Regions from separate parts of the Oryza sativa genome. Here region 2 is linked to region 1. Evidence: chromatin contacts called from public HiCAR-type data. All regions are on one chromosome and are shown on one strand. The core of a region is the stretch at or near the end of the contact, and the rest is flanking DNA. Distances in the headings are between cores, read along the strand shown. Region 1 holds the start of LOC107276547. Region 2 holds the start of LOC4344645 (beta-glucuronosyltransferase GlcAT14B).

Region 1 (6,971 bases), core at 1,204-3,703:
GGCTGCAGCTTCAATTTTGGTCACAAAGAAACAAACAATTTGTAACTGAGGATGTACATATAAACTCAGATTCTTTGCTTTACTTGTGGATGGAGTCAAAGATGCAGTGGTGAGAGGAAGCTGGAGGCAGGTAGCGAGCAAAGAACTGATGCTTAAGCAATGTGTGGTCTGATACTCTGATGTGTTGTTCGGTAAAAAAATAGAATGTAAACAGTCAATTATACCTCACTATGTTTCTTTTCAGATAATAACAGTATCATATAAACTCCAGTGTAAAGTTGACATTGCCCAAAATGCAGGTAAGATTTTTTTTTTAAAAAAAAAAGTACAGAGAGAACACTTCCTTTTCAGCTATCAGGCAGTTGTTGATGGAAGTGCAGATTTCGTGGGGTCTGCTTCTGATTCTGATCTTGCTCACTCACAACAAGCTTCCTTTCCATCTCTGCATGTAAGACATCGATTCAGAGATCAAATTCCACTAGGTGTTCATGGAACTGCACGCCACTGGTTCAAAAAGACACAGAAATCCAGAAAAAAGATCTCACCAAACATGCACGAAGCACCGAAGCAGAGGTGACCAGCTATACATCTCGGGCTCTCGGCTCTCCCGTTTCATGGGCCGGAAAGCGATTCGACTTGCGTGCGGCCCATTTTACTTGGGCCGGATCATGGCCCATCTTTGTTAGGTGAGGCCCATGATATTGTAAGTTGGAATAAGTTCATTTGAGGTCCCTTAACTTGTCAACGAATCCGATTTTCATCCTTCAACCAGAAAATCAGATATAACGGGTCCAAAAACAGATACAATATAGGTCCCATAGCGGTTTGGATGGCGGTTTTCACTGACGTGGCGCCTACGTGGCTATTTGACTCGGTCTTCACATGACATGGCAATGACGTGGCGCTTACGTGGCAATTTGATTTGAAAAATATTAAAAATTGTGGGCCACATGCTAGTTTGCACAAAAAAATAAATTAAAAATGTTGAGACCCACGTAGGCCCCACATGTCATTCTCACCCTCATCATCTTCCTCCTCTCTCCCCCCAACTCCGTGTGTTCATCTCTCTCCCCTCTCATCTGTCCTCTCCGCCGGCCGAGGAGGGACGCGACGGCGACGCGCCGCTCCATTGCAGCGCGCACCGGAAGAAGCCCGGGTGCGTGGTGGGTGAGCACGCGTACTCCCTCCTCCTGCTCGCGCCTCCGCCACCGCCGCGTGACGACGACACGACGGTGGCCGTGGCGTGGGGGAGCGCAAGGCGGAAGACGGATTAGTTTTTGTTGCGCTATTGAGGAATGGTGCATAATCCGTTCTATGGATTAGTTTTTGTTGGTGCATACACGCAGGCGTGCCTGCCGGCGATGGAAGAGAGATCCGGAGTCACCAATTCACCATACGTGCTCTCTCTACTCTCTTGATTATGTATTTATGTGTTAGGTTGCTTGGTGGTGACTGGGTTTGTTCATTCGTGTGGTGTTTTGTTGGTGCGTTGGATGCAGTCGCCCCCGAACCCGTGAACGCACCGGGGAACCTCCTCCTCAGGCTCCATCCTGGCGGCTTGTTGAGGTAGCTCGTCTCGTCCCTCAAGCGAGCCAGCAGCAGCAGCACAACCATTGCCGGCGTGACGCCCGAACGCAGCGCCAAGACACAAATATTCCGCCACTACGACGAAGTCGACCACGACAACGCGGCGTGCAGCGTCTGCTTCGTGGCACTGGCGCCAATGCGCCATGGCTGCTGCCTCCTCAGTAGAGTGGTGGCGCTTCGGTTGCGGCGCGGCGGCCAGGCGAGGAGCTCCCTCCGCCGGAGTTGATAGATGATCTCCCTCCGCCGCCATCCTCCGTCGGCCGTCGCTGTTGTGCTCGCGTCGCTCGAGAGAGAGCATCGCGGCGGAGGGGCGGGGCGGAGCGGCCGACGGAGTGGAGCTGTCGCGCTCGCCGACAACCTCCTGCTCTGCCTCATTAGCCACGTAGGTGCCACGTCAGTCAAAACCGCCATCAAAACTGCCAAGTGACCTCATCTGCACTGGTTTTGATAGTTAAGGGACCCGTTGTATCTGGTTTTCCGGTTGAATAAAAATTGGATTCGTTGACAAGTTAAGGGACCTCGGATGAACTTATTCCTTGTAAGTTACGTGCGGCCTGAACAATTTTCGGCCGGAACGGAATTTCGCTTATGTGAGGCCCAAGAACGGGATTGAGACTTATTGTGGGGAAAAAGTACACCTAAGGTCCCTCAACTTGTTTTCGAGTTACAGAATCGTCCCCTAAACGTAAAACCGGATACAACGCATCCCCTAACTTACAAAACCAGCGTAGATTAGATCCCTCGTGGTTTTGCACTCGGTTTTGTCCAACGTGGTGGCTGATTCAGCGTGAGACCCACATGAACCCCACATGTCAGGATGCCACGTCAGTAGGCTAGCCTCACCCTTCCTATCCTTTCCTCCTCTCTCTCTCTCACTCCTCTCTGGACTGGGCAGGGAGGCCGACAGTGGGGAGGAGGTCGCCGGGTGAGGAGGTCCGACGGTCGGCCGGCGATGCGGCGGCGGAGACACGGGAGAATGGGAGGGCAGCAGCAGGGCGAGGCGGCGTCGGCAGGCGAGCGCGGTGGCGGAGAGGCGGTGGCGGCAACGACGCCGTCGCGGCTCCCACTCCTCCCCAAGCAGCGGCGGCGGCGGCCACCGAGCAGCGGCGCGACGAGGGCATCGTTCGCCATGGCGGTGGCACCTGGGCTCAGCAGCGGCGAGGCGTTCCGGCTGTCGGCGGATGCGGGCGCGGGCGCACTCAAGCTGCACAAGGGCGACATCACCCTCTGGTCCGTCGACGGCGCCACTGTCGCCATCGTACGTCCTTCCTTCCTTGTTAATTCGTTCCCTTCCTCGATCCTTGCCGATGCTTGTGTTCGTGGCTATGGTGCGTTTCGAATCTGATGCTGCTCGTGTGGATTTGGCAATCTTTCTAGAAATATTTGCAAAATTGTTAAAGCAATAATCTCTAACTCTTAACTATCTGGATATGACGATGAAGAAGATGACAGTTATTCATATTTCTCAGGTTAATGCTGCTAATGAACGAATGCTAGGAGGTGGAGGTGTTGATGGAGGTGATTGAATGCAGCTACTAGTGAGCTATCATTTATCTCATCACGGATTGACTATCTCATACTCCAGTACAATTCTCATTGTAGCTATACATCGAGCTGCTGGACCTGAACTCGTAGAGCCCTGCCCAGTCCAGAGACGCGGGGCTGGCAGATTCTCCTACGCCGACGAGCTTCTCAAGGCGTTCTGCGCTGCCTTTCCTTCTTCTTCGTCGTCGTCGTCTCTACCGACGCCTACGCCGCCGCCGACGCAGCCGCAGCCAGAGCAGCAGAAACCGGTGGTGGTGGTGGTGTAGGAGAATCTGCTAGCCCCGACGACGGCCTCTCCGGCGAAGGCGAAGCTGGCGGCCGCGAGGCAGGTGCCAGGCGGCGTGCCTAGATCCAAGAGGAGGTGAGCTTTCTTCACTTTGCCTCCATGCTCGCCCACGCCGTCGCCTTCGGCTTCCCGCGTCGCAGCCGCCACCGCCTACTCTCCGCCACCGCGCTCGCCCGCCGACGCCGCCTCGCCTTGCCGCCGTCCTCCCATTCTCCCGTGTCTCCGCCGCCGCATCGCCGGCGACCTCCTCGGCTCCTCCCCACCGTCGACCGTCCTGCCAAGTCCAGAGAGGAGTGAGAGAGAGAAAGAGAGAGAAGAGAGGAAAGGAGAGGGAGGGAGAGGCCAGCCTGCTGAAGTGGCATCCTGACATGTGGGTCCCACGCTGACTCAGCCGCCACATTGGACAAAACCTAGTGCAAAACCACCGAGGGACCTAATCTACACTGGTTTTGTAAATTGGGGGATACGTTGTATTCGGCTTTGTGGTTAGGGGACGATTTTGTAACTCGATGACAAGTTGAGGGATCTTCGGTGTACTTTTTCCTTATTGTGGCGTCCTCGTAGGCTGGCCATTTTGGGCCTTTATGGCCCACTGTGAGCTTACCTGGGTCTATCTTTACATCGACGTGGGCTTTAAATTAAAATGTTTGGGCCTCCAATTAGGGTGTTTTATCTATTTATTTATACTAAAAAAATACCCGTGCGTTGTAACGGGTGAAGACTATTTTAACCGTATTATTGTTAGATTTTTTTTCTAAAAAGTAAAAAGTATATGGGATTTTTATTTTGATAGTATTGATATCTAATTCGGAATCTTTATTGAGATGACGGTCACATCATATACATTGCTTTATTATGGCCTGGCGAGAATTCTGAAGCAATTAGGAGTCCGACTCTCGTCCTAACTTAGCACGCAGGATTTTTAAAAGGATTTCTTATACGACTCCTTTTGTATTTCCAAAAAGCGAATGAACTTTAAAACTACCTCAAATACGGACAACGTACCAAAATATCAGGGGAAACATCTTCAATTTTTATAATAGTAGAGATACCAATAGCGAAACAGAAAAGGATGCAAAAATAAAGGAAATTGGAAGGAGAGGAGAGGGTCAGAAAGACCAGGACAAAAGGAAAGGAGAAAAGGGAAAAAAGAGCAAAAAAAACGTGGGGAGGGGTACGTGCAGCTTCGAGTGGAAGCGCACAGGATGGTGTGGCCGATTGGGTTAGGTTGCGCTAGGAGGAAGGCGTATAATAGTTATTTTAAACTCATGTCGAATTGGATACGAGCGACGTAACTTTGTTGTTGGTAAAATATACAACTTTGTTATTGGTATTTTTTTTTCATTTGAAATCATTTACTATCCGAAAAATTATTTGAATTAAGAAGAGGGAGGAAAATTAGACTTCCTGGTGAAGGAGGAACAAAAGGGCTGGGCCGGCAGCCCGAAGAGGGAGGACGAGAGAGAGAGGCTGCGGGCTAAGGGAGGGAGAGAGTAATACTTGGGCCGAAAAAAGCCCAAGGACAGAGAGAAGAATTTTAATTTGTTTTCCATTTATTTTAATTGGTTAAATAAACTTTGTGGAATTAAAAATAGTTATTAAGCACCGAAATTCACAGAAAATTTCAGAGAATTATTTAGACCACGTAGAATATTAAAAAAATATTTCCGGCCATGATTTTTGAAGGAAAAATTTAGTTTCCTCATTAATTCACTTGATTAAATTGCTTTAGCTTTTAATATATTTTTCCATAAATGCATTATATAAATTTATGACGTTTGCTTTGTGCCCCTTATGACAAATTAATATTCGTCACGATGTCCCAGTGAAATACTTTATGACGATTTCTAGGTAGTATTAACGACGAACATCCTTTTTTCGTCACTAAGCGACCACATCTCATACTAATTAATCGTCATAAAATGGAATGTGCTAGTGACGAATAGCTCCGACGTCACGAGGAATTCGTCACAGAAGGTCATATTTATTTCTTGTAGTGAACCAACTAAAAATCAACGCAAACACAAATGACGTACGAAACTAAAAACCAACTCAAACACGGATGACGTACCAAAATTTCAGCGGAAATATCTTTGATTTTTATAATAATAGAGAAGATATAGAGATTGGGGTGGCTAGGGCTACATATTCTATGACCGGAAATGTTCAGACAAGATTTTTATACTTTTATACCCTTGATTTTTTAGATGTTCAATAATCTAGACTGAAATATAAAAAACCATTATATAGTTTCTAAAATTCAAAATTCGGACAAACAACATGTTGAGCTGTTTTAACTAATATACAAGTCAAACATTAAAACCGTAGACATCTTTTTTCCAAATATTAATCACACACTAAATGTTTTTTTCTCCTTTGTAGGATTTTACAAATGATACTAGCAAATAGTGATTTTGGGGGACCATTTTCAATTCCCAAAATATGGTTTAGTACGACATAGAACCACCGTAAGAGCAGATTTAATAGTATAGCAAACAATTGGTTATTAGCTCATATATTAAAGTTAACATGTATAATAAGTTAACTATAAAATTGGTTTTATTTTTTTCTCTCCTCTCTCTTTCTCTCATCATGAATTTATAATGTAAATATATTGGAGCATGTGTATAACTATTGCATGAGAGCCAATACTCCTCGGTTTTTCATCTCTCTTCCACATGAGTTTATAGTTGACTCATACTCTATCTATCTGTTCTAAAATATAAGGGATTTTAATCTGGACAGAGTTGTTCATATGATGTACAGTTCCAAACTCACAGTCCACACCCAGGAGGAAGCAATTTGTAAAAAGTTCCAGGGGTCCAAAGAGAGATTCTACACATATAGTACTATAGAAATTGACTGATTCAGCTGACTCACTGTCACTGACTGACTGACTGAATCCGCAGGGCCCCACCACGCAGTCAAAGTACACGCCAGCGACCACTTCTAGCCGTTGGGCGCGTCTCCTCGCTTTCCACTTCCTACTTTTACCGCGCAGTAAAAACACCCCAAAAAGGGTTAAAAGAAAAGAAAAAAAAAACCTTACCTGCCCGGTTCAAACGTTCGACCGGTAGGGATAAGTTACTTTAGTGGGGCCGGGAGGAGGCGGGCCGACACGTCAGTGGCGTGGGAGGGGATAAGGCCCGTGGATAAATTTCCAGGCGTTCACACGGGGGCCCGCGTGCCACGTGTACGGCCCAGATGCGTCCCCCGGGATTCCTGTGACCTTTCTCCGCTCCCCGTTTTGTGATGGTGGGGGAGGTGACTGCACCGCACAATTCGGTTTCGTCACCGTTTTATCTCGAGTTCTACCGTTTGGGTTAGGTTTTTTTTTTTTTGCATTTTCCTTTTCACTTGTAAAATTGTTTCAAATTAAGAGCCCCATCGATTGGTCTAATAAATAAAAAAAATTAAATTTTGAATTTTTAAACTTGATTTTGAAGTTAATTTTAAGATATTTTCAACATAATTTTTTTAAAGATATATAAAAGTTTTATTTATAAATTAACTTTTATTCTTTAATTAGTCTTTTTGGTTTATTAAGAAATAT
Region 2 (6,971 bases), core at 2,042-4,541, 190 kb before region 1:
TTTTAAATGGTACTCCAGATATGTACGGACATTGCAATTTCAACATCTTTTTTCTTGGTCAGAATGTTGGATTCATCAGCTTTGTTCATTTCAATGGAAGGGGTCAAGTTCAGCTATCTGAATTTACAAGAAAAGGTACCAGGACAACATGAATTATCCTCTACCTTTTGGAACATACCAATCTCGTTTTGTCTGATCGTAACCGAGCGACGAGCAGCTGCCATTGCGGTAATCCCATGAAAGCACCTTCTTCATGAGGCCTCGCAACCTCTCGGCACCGGGACTAGGCTCGAATACCGAATCTTCACCCCTTGAGGAACATGGATCAGCTCCTCCTTCAGAGCTCCCGTCGCACCATGCTCCGGGGGTGAACTGGCCTTCGGAGCGGTGCAGCAGCTCACGGTCGATTTTGTCCAGGACCTTGTCATCCTTGGGAAACTTCCGTGCAAACGGCGCGCCGCTCTTGACCATCTTGTTGAAGTCCTTCATGGAGAGCATATTTGGATGTTGCTTTGGAGGGTAGTCCCAAGCAATGTAGTGCAGGTCATGGCCAACCGCAGTGCCCCGAAACTCGTCCGAGTTGCAGATGACGGTGTGGAAATAACCTTCTGGAGAGGAGATGAAGTTAACATAGTACATAAGGAGTGTCCGTGGGAGATTGTCCCATCCCCATATGCAGTACTCGAGGAAGGTTTTTGTGAGCATTATCCAAGCAGAACCTGTCGATAAAAAGACGACTCTGATGTTAAGATACATTTAAGAGTCTTGTGTGTTTTGTATCAGGAAACATGTAACGCGTACAAGATAGAATGATGCTGATGTGCCTCTCGTATAAACAGGTAATTAATAAAAACAATATTTTGATTTCACAACCGAAATAGAAATATGTTTGCTAAAAACTGCATAACGCCCTTACACTTCACATAGAGCATTTGTTTATTCTGCATCACTCCTAGGCGTTTTGAACAGAGAGATCAAACTTCTTATTTTGTCAGTGCTAATGGAAGATTTGATCTGCCATTTCATCGGAATACCAGATCTAGTCAAACAAAAAATGATGACAGGAAGGAAGCAAGCAGGAAATGAAGCCATATTGTGGTCAACAGGAAAAGTAGCTCATTTCAAAACATCTTGGTGCATTCTAAACTGTAAGGGCTTGCTTTGAAAATTATTGATAACTCCGATGTCAAGATTGATACTTCAATCCAACATCCTCTGTTTTAACTCAAAACAACAACAACAAAAATCCTCTGTTCTCTCTCTCTCCCTCTACTTATTTATTTTTGCAAATAATGTCTACTTATTTATTTTCGCAAACATAAGAGGGCATGTGGACATAGTGAAAAGCAAGAGGACACACACTAATGCTAACAATAAGAAATGGTCTATTGCAATCAATATTGGTCAATCAAGTATTCAACGCTACTGTCTGCTACCATGAAGTAATTACTTACAAACCAGCACTATTCAAAGGTCAGTTTGGAATAATAGTATCATAAATATTTAGATTCCATACCCATGCCAATCGCTGCATGAATGCATCGTTAACTTGTGGGCAGAATCATAATAGCTTTCTAATATGCCAAGTAAGACATATAGAAATCAGAAACATGCTCACCAGTATATAACTTGAAAGATGTTGGCAATTCTCGCCGCTCAGTAGTCATGGTAAGATCGAACTTTTTTGATAGATAGAGCCCTGGGTCCACAACAATAGGTTTTGCTCTTGAAATCCTGTGAGAAAACCACATAAAGCATCAGAACAAGTAATCTGGATAATCAAAAGTAGAGAGAACTAGATAACGTGAAAAAAATTGAAAATACTGAAGACTAGAAGGAAACTTACACTTTCCAACCAGATAGTTGCATGTGTTCTATAAAATTAAGATTTCTCGGCAAGGAAGAGAACACATGAAGTATATCTGCAGAGAAAAATAACGTTTAGCCATGCAAATACTTATACAATGCCACTGAATGTTGCAATATCCTCAATGAGGATTAAAGCTTTCATTACAGCACACTTTCATTTTCCTGAATCTGAAGCTTGCTAATAGTAGCTAGCAAGCTCTACATAACTGATGCCAATGCAAAGAAATCTAGTTGAGCTATCAGATAGGCTATAGCTTACACAACGAATTTAACCATTACAGTTACACAGATGCTAATTGCTGCCCTCAACAATGCTATCCTAGAGGCAAATCCTAAATTCCAATCTTTTCAGTGGCACTCCATAGCTAAGAAAATATCTCCACATCCTAGAACAAACACAACAATATGTAATTGAAATTCAGCTGACCTGAAGAACACTGACCATCCTTTGTCATCAAGTAGACAATCCTAGAGGCAAATTCGGTGGCATTTCATAGCTAATTAACAAAACATCTCTACATTCTAGAACAAGCACAACACACAAAGTAAGCTAAAATTCATTCAGCAGAGTAATCAGAGCACTGACCATCCTGCGTGACGAGGGGGTAATCGGAGGCGCTGAGGTTGATGAACCAGTCCCACTCCAGACCCTCCTTGAGGAGGATGGAGACGGCGTGCAGCGTGCAGGCCACCATGGTTGGCCCCTTGTAGGTGACCAGGTTGCCCTTGGCGATGACCCTCACGTTCCCGACCTCGCTGAACATGGCGTCCCCCTTGACGTACATGGCCAGGTCGATCCGCTCCCGCGGCGGCGCCTCCAGATCGAGGTGGAGGATGTACTGGTTCCGCGGGTGGTAGATCGCCTGCAGCGCCCGCCTCATCCGCGCCCCGTCCCCCTTGGTTCCCTCCAGGAGGTAGGCGATCCGCGGGGGATCCGCGGAGGAGGCGTCCGAGTTCACCGCCGCGTCGTCCGGGTTGTCGCCGTCGTCGGAGTCGGAGTTGGAGTCGAGGAGGCGGTTCTTGATCTCGGATTCTGCGGCGGAGGCGGTGTCCCAGGTGGCGACGTCGATGAGGATGGAGTCGTCGTCGCCGTCGGCGAGAGAGGGCGGGGAGAAGAGGCCGCATGCCGCGGCGAGGAAGAGGGTCGCCGAGACGAGGAGGCTCGCGGCGAAGGGGAGCAGCCACCGCCGGTCACCCGACGGCCGCCCGAGCCCCCAGCTCTTCCTCATCCCGCCGCCGCCGCCCAATTCCAGACACCAGGAGACGGGACCTTGCCACCGAGTCACCAATTCGCCATGGAATCCGAGCTCGAGCTCGAGCTCGAGAGCGAGATCCAATCGGAGCTAGGCGACGCAGCTCGCAAGCTAAGCTAAGCTTAGCTACCGAACGCAGCAGCAGCAGCGGAGAGAGTGAAGCTAGGAGGAGAGAGAAGTCCATAATGCCTCCCTCAACTTCTCCCGAGGAGGAAGAAGTGGAACTCCTCTCCAGTAAATGAGTCGGCCTACTAGGCCCAATAAAGAACGGCCCAAAAATCTGCCTATGACGAGTGGGCCCCATGGCTACGTGGCAGGATCCGCACGCGTGCCGCTTGGCTGGAAAACCTGACTGCCATTTTTCTCATGACGATCTCATCCACACCCAGGTGGCAGACATGTGGGCCCACGCTTGATGGAGCCCACCTGCCATTGAGACATGGGAACACGTCCTTGTAAGAAGTCAACACCGCTTAGCACCGCCGACTCGTCTTACCCTCACACTGACAAGTGGGACCCACGAGATGGGTACAAACCACAGTCCAGAGCTGACGACTGCGGGCCCACCAGTCAGCCTCCCCCCCATTAAAGTCGAAACCCCACCTCACCCACCTCTTCTCTTCTCCCCTCGCCTCCGCGAAGCGAGAGAAACCCCAACCTCGTCGGCGGCGATGTCGTCGTCGTCGCGGCGGCCGGCGAGGAGGGCGGCGTTGACGGCGAGGTCGTCGTACGACGAGTCGCTGGTGGACGCCGAGCTGGAGTCCTACCTCGGGAACGCCAGGTCGCGGCGGATCAGCCGGCTGCGCCGCCTCTCCGCCGACGAGCGGCAGCGGGAGACGGAGACGGAGGCGCTAATAGCGCTCTCGCTGGGCTTCCCCATTGACGAGCTGCTCCCCGCCGAGCGGCCCCTCCTGCCGGCCCCCGTCGCCGCCGCCCCCAACGACTACATCGTCGTCCGCAACCACATCCTCGCCTCGTGGCGCGCCGACCCGCGGGTGCCGCTCCCGCGCTCGCGCGTGCAGGAGACCGTCGCCGCCAGCTACGACAACCTTGTCGCCGTGGCGCACGGGTTCCTCGCCCGGGAGGGCCACATCAACTTCGGCGTCTCCGCCGCGTTCCCCGCCTCCCCACCACCCGATGCGCCGCAGCGCCTCGCCGCATCCGTGCTCGTCGTCGGCGCCGGTCTCGCCGGCCTCGCCGCCGCGCGCCAGCTGCTCCGATTCGGCCTCCGCGTGCTCGTCCTCGAGGGCCGCGCCCGCCCCGGCGGCCGCGTCTACACCACTCATCTCGGCGGGGACCAGGCCGCCGTTGAGCTCGGCGGCAGCGTCATCACCGGCATCCACACCAACCCGCTCGGCGTGCTCGCCAGGCAGCTCGGGATTCCACTCCACAAGGTGCGAGACAGTTGCCCGCTCTACCACCACGACGGCCGCACCGTGGACATGAAGCTGGACAGGAGCATGGATCTGGTGTTCAACACGCTTCTAGAACACGCCACCCGGCTGCGAGAGTATCTCAAGAAGGCAGCCGAGGGGATCTCGCTAGGGGAAGGTATAGAGAGGCTGAGACGCTTTTACAAGGTGGCGAAAAGCGTCGAGGAGAGGGAGGTTCTGGACTGGCATTTGGCTAACCTGGAATTCTCCAATGCCGGCTGCCTATCGGAGCTCTCGCTCGCGCACTGGGACCAGGATGACCAGTATGAGATGGGGGGAGACCATTGCTTCCTAGCCGGAGGGAATGCGAGGCTGGTACACGCATTGTGCGATGGTGTGCCGGTGTTGTATGAGAAGACGGTGAAGCGGATTGAGCATGGGGAGGATGGGGTGAGCATCACCGTGGAAGGAGGCCAGGTTTTCAAGGCTGACATGGCACTCTGCACTGCTCCACTTGGAGTGCTCAAGAGCAGGAGCATCATTTTTGAACCGGAGTTGCCAGAGAGGAAGCTTGAAGCAATCCAGAGGTTGGGGTTTGGGTTGTTGAACAAAGTCGCCATGGTGTTTCCCCATGTATTTTGGGATGAGGAGATTGACACATTTGGGTGTTTGAATAAGGAGAGGAGCAAGCGTGGCGAGTTCTTTCTCTTCTACAGCTACCACACTGTCTCTGGTGGTGCGGTACTTATCGCACTTGTTGCGGGAGAAGCTGCTTTGGAGTTTGAAAAGGTTGATCCTGCTGTAGCACTTCATAGGGTCCTTGGTATTCTTAAAGGTAATCACTGAACTTACATTCCAATGTATCTCCATAAGACCATATTTTTTTGAAGTCTTCTAACAAGGATGGAGTATGGATAAGCTTTAAGTATGAAGTATGAACTCCTTGCATATTAGAAAATGGGGGAATGAATTATGGAATGGCATAACAAGGTGTCACATAAATTAAAGAAAAAGAACAATGTGTCATGTGTTGATTTAAGATTAGATTTAAATTTTGCTATGACAATCGGATTTGTTGTATTAATTCAAGTAGTCCCTGCCATATGCATTGGATGGTTGCATTAGAACCATCAAGGGTATATTTGGAACCTAGTAGAGTCATGCCAATTCCATAATTTATTGGAGTGCCATGTTGTGTTGATTTAACTTGAAGTGTTTATACTAATAATACAAGTCAACAGCTCTGTAAAAATTAACTCTGGATTGTGTACACTATCTGTGTACTGTCTTACCATCTACAATCCTCAACTAACCAGTAAATTTTATTATAGAGTTATTAATATGGATTGGAACTTGGATGGTGTTTGAACACTGAAGTGCTCCTTTTAGATTAAGAGTATACAGATGGAAAGAAGGAATGGAAGGGAAGGAAATTATATAATGAGATATTTTAAAGATTCTGTTACAAATGCGATGACTAGTACATTTTTTCATTTACTTTAGAGTTTAAATAAATAAAGAATATGCTATTCTTTTGCACTATATCATACTAGTTTGATGTGCAGTGTGCACCAATGTGCATATTGGAAGTCTATTGGCATAGTGGGGGCAAATAAACTGTGTGATGAATATGGAATGGTTTGCAAATAATGAAACATCAGACAGAGTGAAACATGATTTGGAGAATGTGAATTATTTCCATTATTATCTTGTAATATGAATTTGTGGTTTGTAATGGAAAGGGTAAAAAAACAACTAGGAGAAATGTGCTTAGTTTCCAATATCTCATTATATAATTTTTTTTTTTGGTTTTCTATTTCAATAACCAATGAACTCACTTTTGTGACTTTTTCCAGGTATCTATGGCCCCAAAGGTGTTACAGTGCCTGATCCCATTCAATCATGTTGCACAAGATGGGGTAGTGATCCTCTTTGCTCAGGTTCATACTCTCACATCAGAGTTGGGTCTTCTGGCACTGACTATGATATTCTCGCTGAGAGCGTCAATGACCGGTTATTCTTTGCTGGAGAAGCAACAAATCGTGCATACCCTGCAACAATGCATGGAGCTTTATTGAGTGGACTAAGGGAAGCTTCCAAGATTCTCCATGCTTCGGAAAGTAGATTGAATTCTGATTATAAGAAGTATGCCCTGCAGAAAAGCATCAGACTTATAAATAATGTACTGGACGACCTTTTCATGGAGCCAGATCTAGAATGTGGAAGATTCTCGTTCGTGTTCTCCTATATTACACCTGAGGAGGAACAGGCTCCGGGATTGGCTAGGATTACACTTGAGAAGCCTTTGCTTCTGCCTTCCAAGAAACGCAAAGTAAAGGGTAATCAGAAGGATCAGGACCCTGTGGCTGAGAAGATAGACCAAGAGGTGTTTTATTTATACGCCACCGTCTCGCAAGAGCAAGCAACTGAACTATTGGAATGCGACAATGATAAAAGTAGGATAGCAGTTCTATGC

The links. HiCAR-type assays count read pairs that join an accessible place to other places.
Region 2: a HiCAR-type map of leaf shows a contact between it and region 1, with 2.1 times the contacts expected there. The contact joins the promoter of LOC4344645 here to the promoter of LOC107276547 in region 1. A contact is called at or near these places in 1 of 15 Hi-C or Micro-C datasets (seedling) and 1 of 4 datasets of contacts at active chromatin or transcription factors (leaf).

What each region holds. Positions count from the first base shown.
Region 1 is chr8:2,212,146-2,219,116 of ASM3414082v1, reverse strand. It overlaps LOC107276547, which reads left to right and starts at 2,453. Exons shown (of 3, transcript XM_015793990.3): 1 at 2,453-2,845; 2 at 3,057-3,105; 3 at 3,190-4,077. The coding sequence starts at 2,540. The coding sequence ends at 3,398.
Region 2 is chr8:2,398,475-2,405,445 of ASM3414082v1, reverse strand. It overlaps LOC4344645 (beta-glucuronosyltransferase GlcAT14B), which reads right to left and starts at 3,291. Exons shown (of 4, transcript NM_001422908.1): 1 at 2,456-3,291; 2 at 1,847-1,922; 3 at 1,619-1,734; 4 at 41-719. The coding sequence starts at 3,098. The coding sequence ends at 154. It overlaps LOC4344644 (lysine-specific histone demethylase 1 homolog 2-like), which reads left to right and starts at 3,740. Exons shown (of 2, transcript NM_001422907.1): 1 at 3,740-5,330; 2 at 6,352-6,971. The coding sequence starts at 3,794.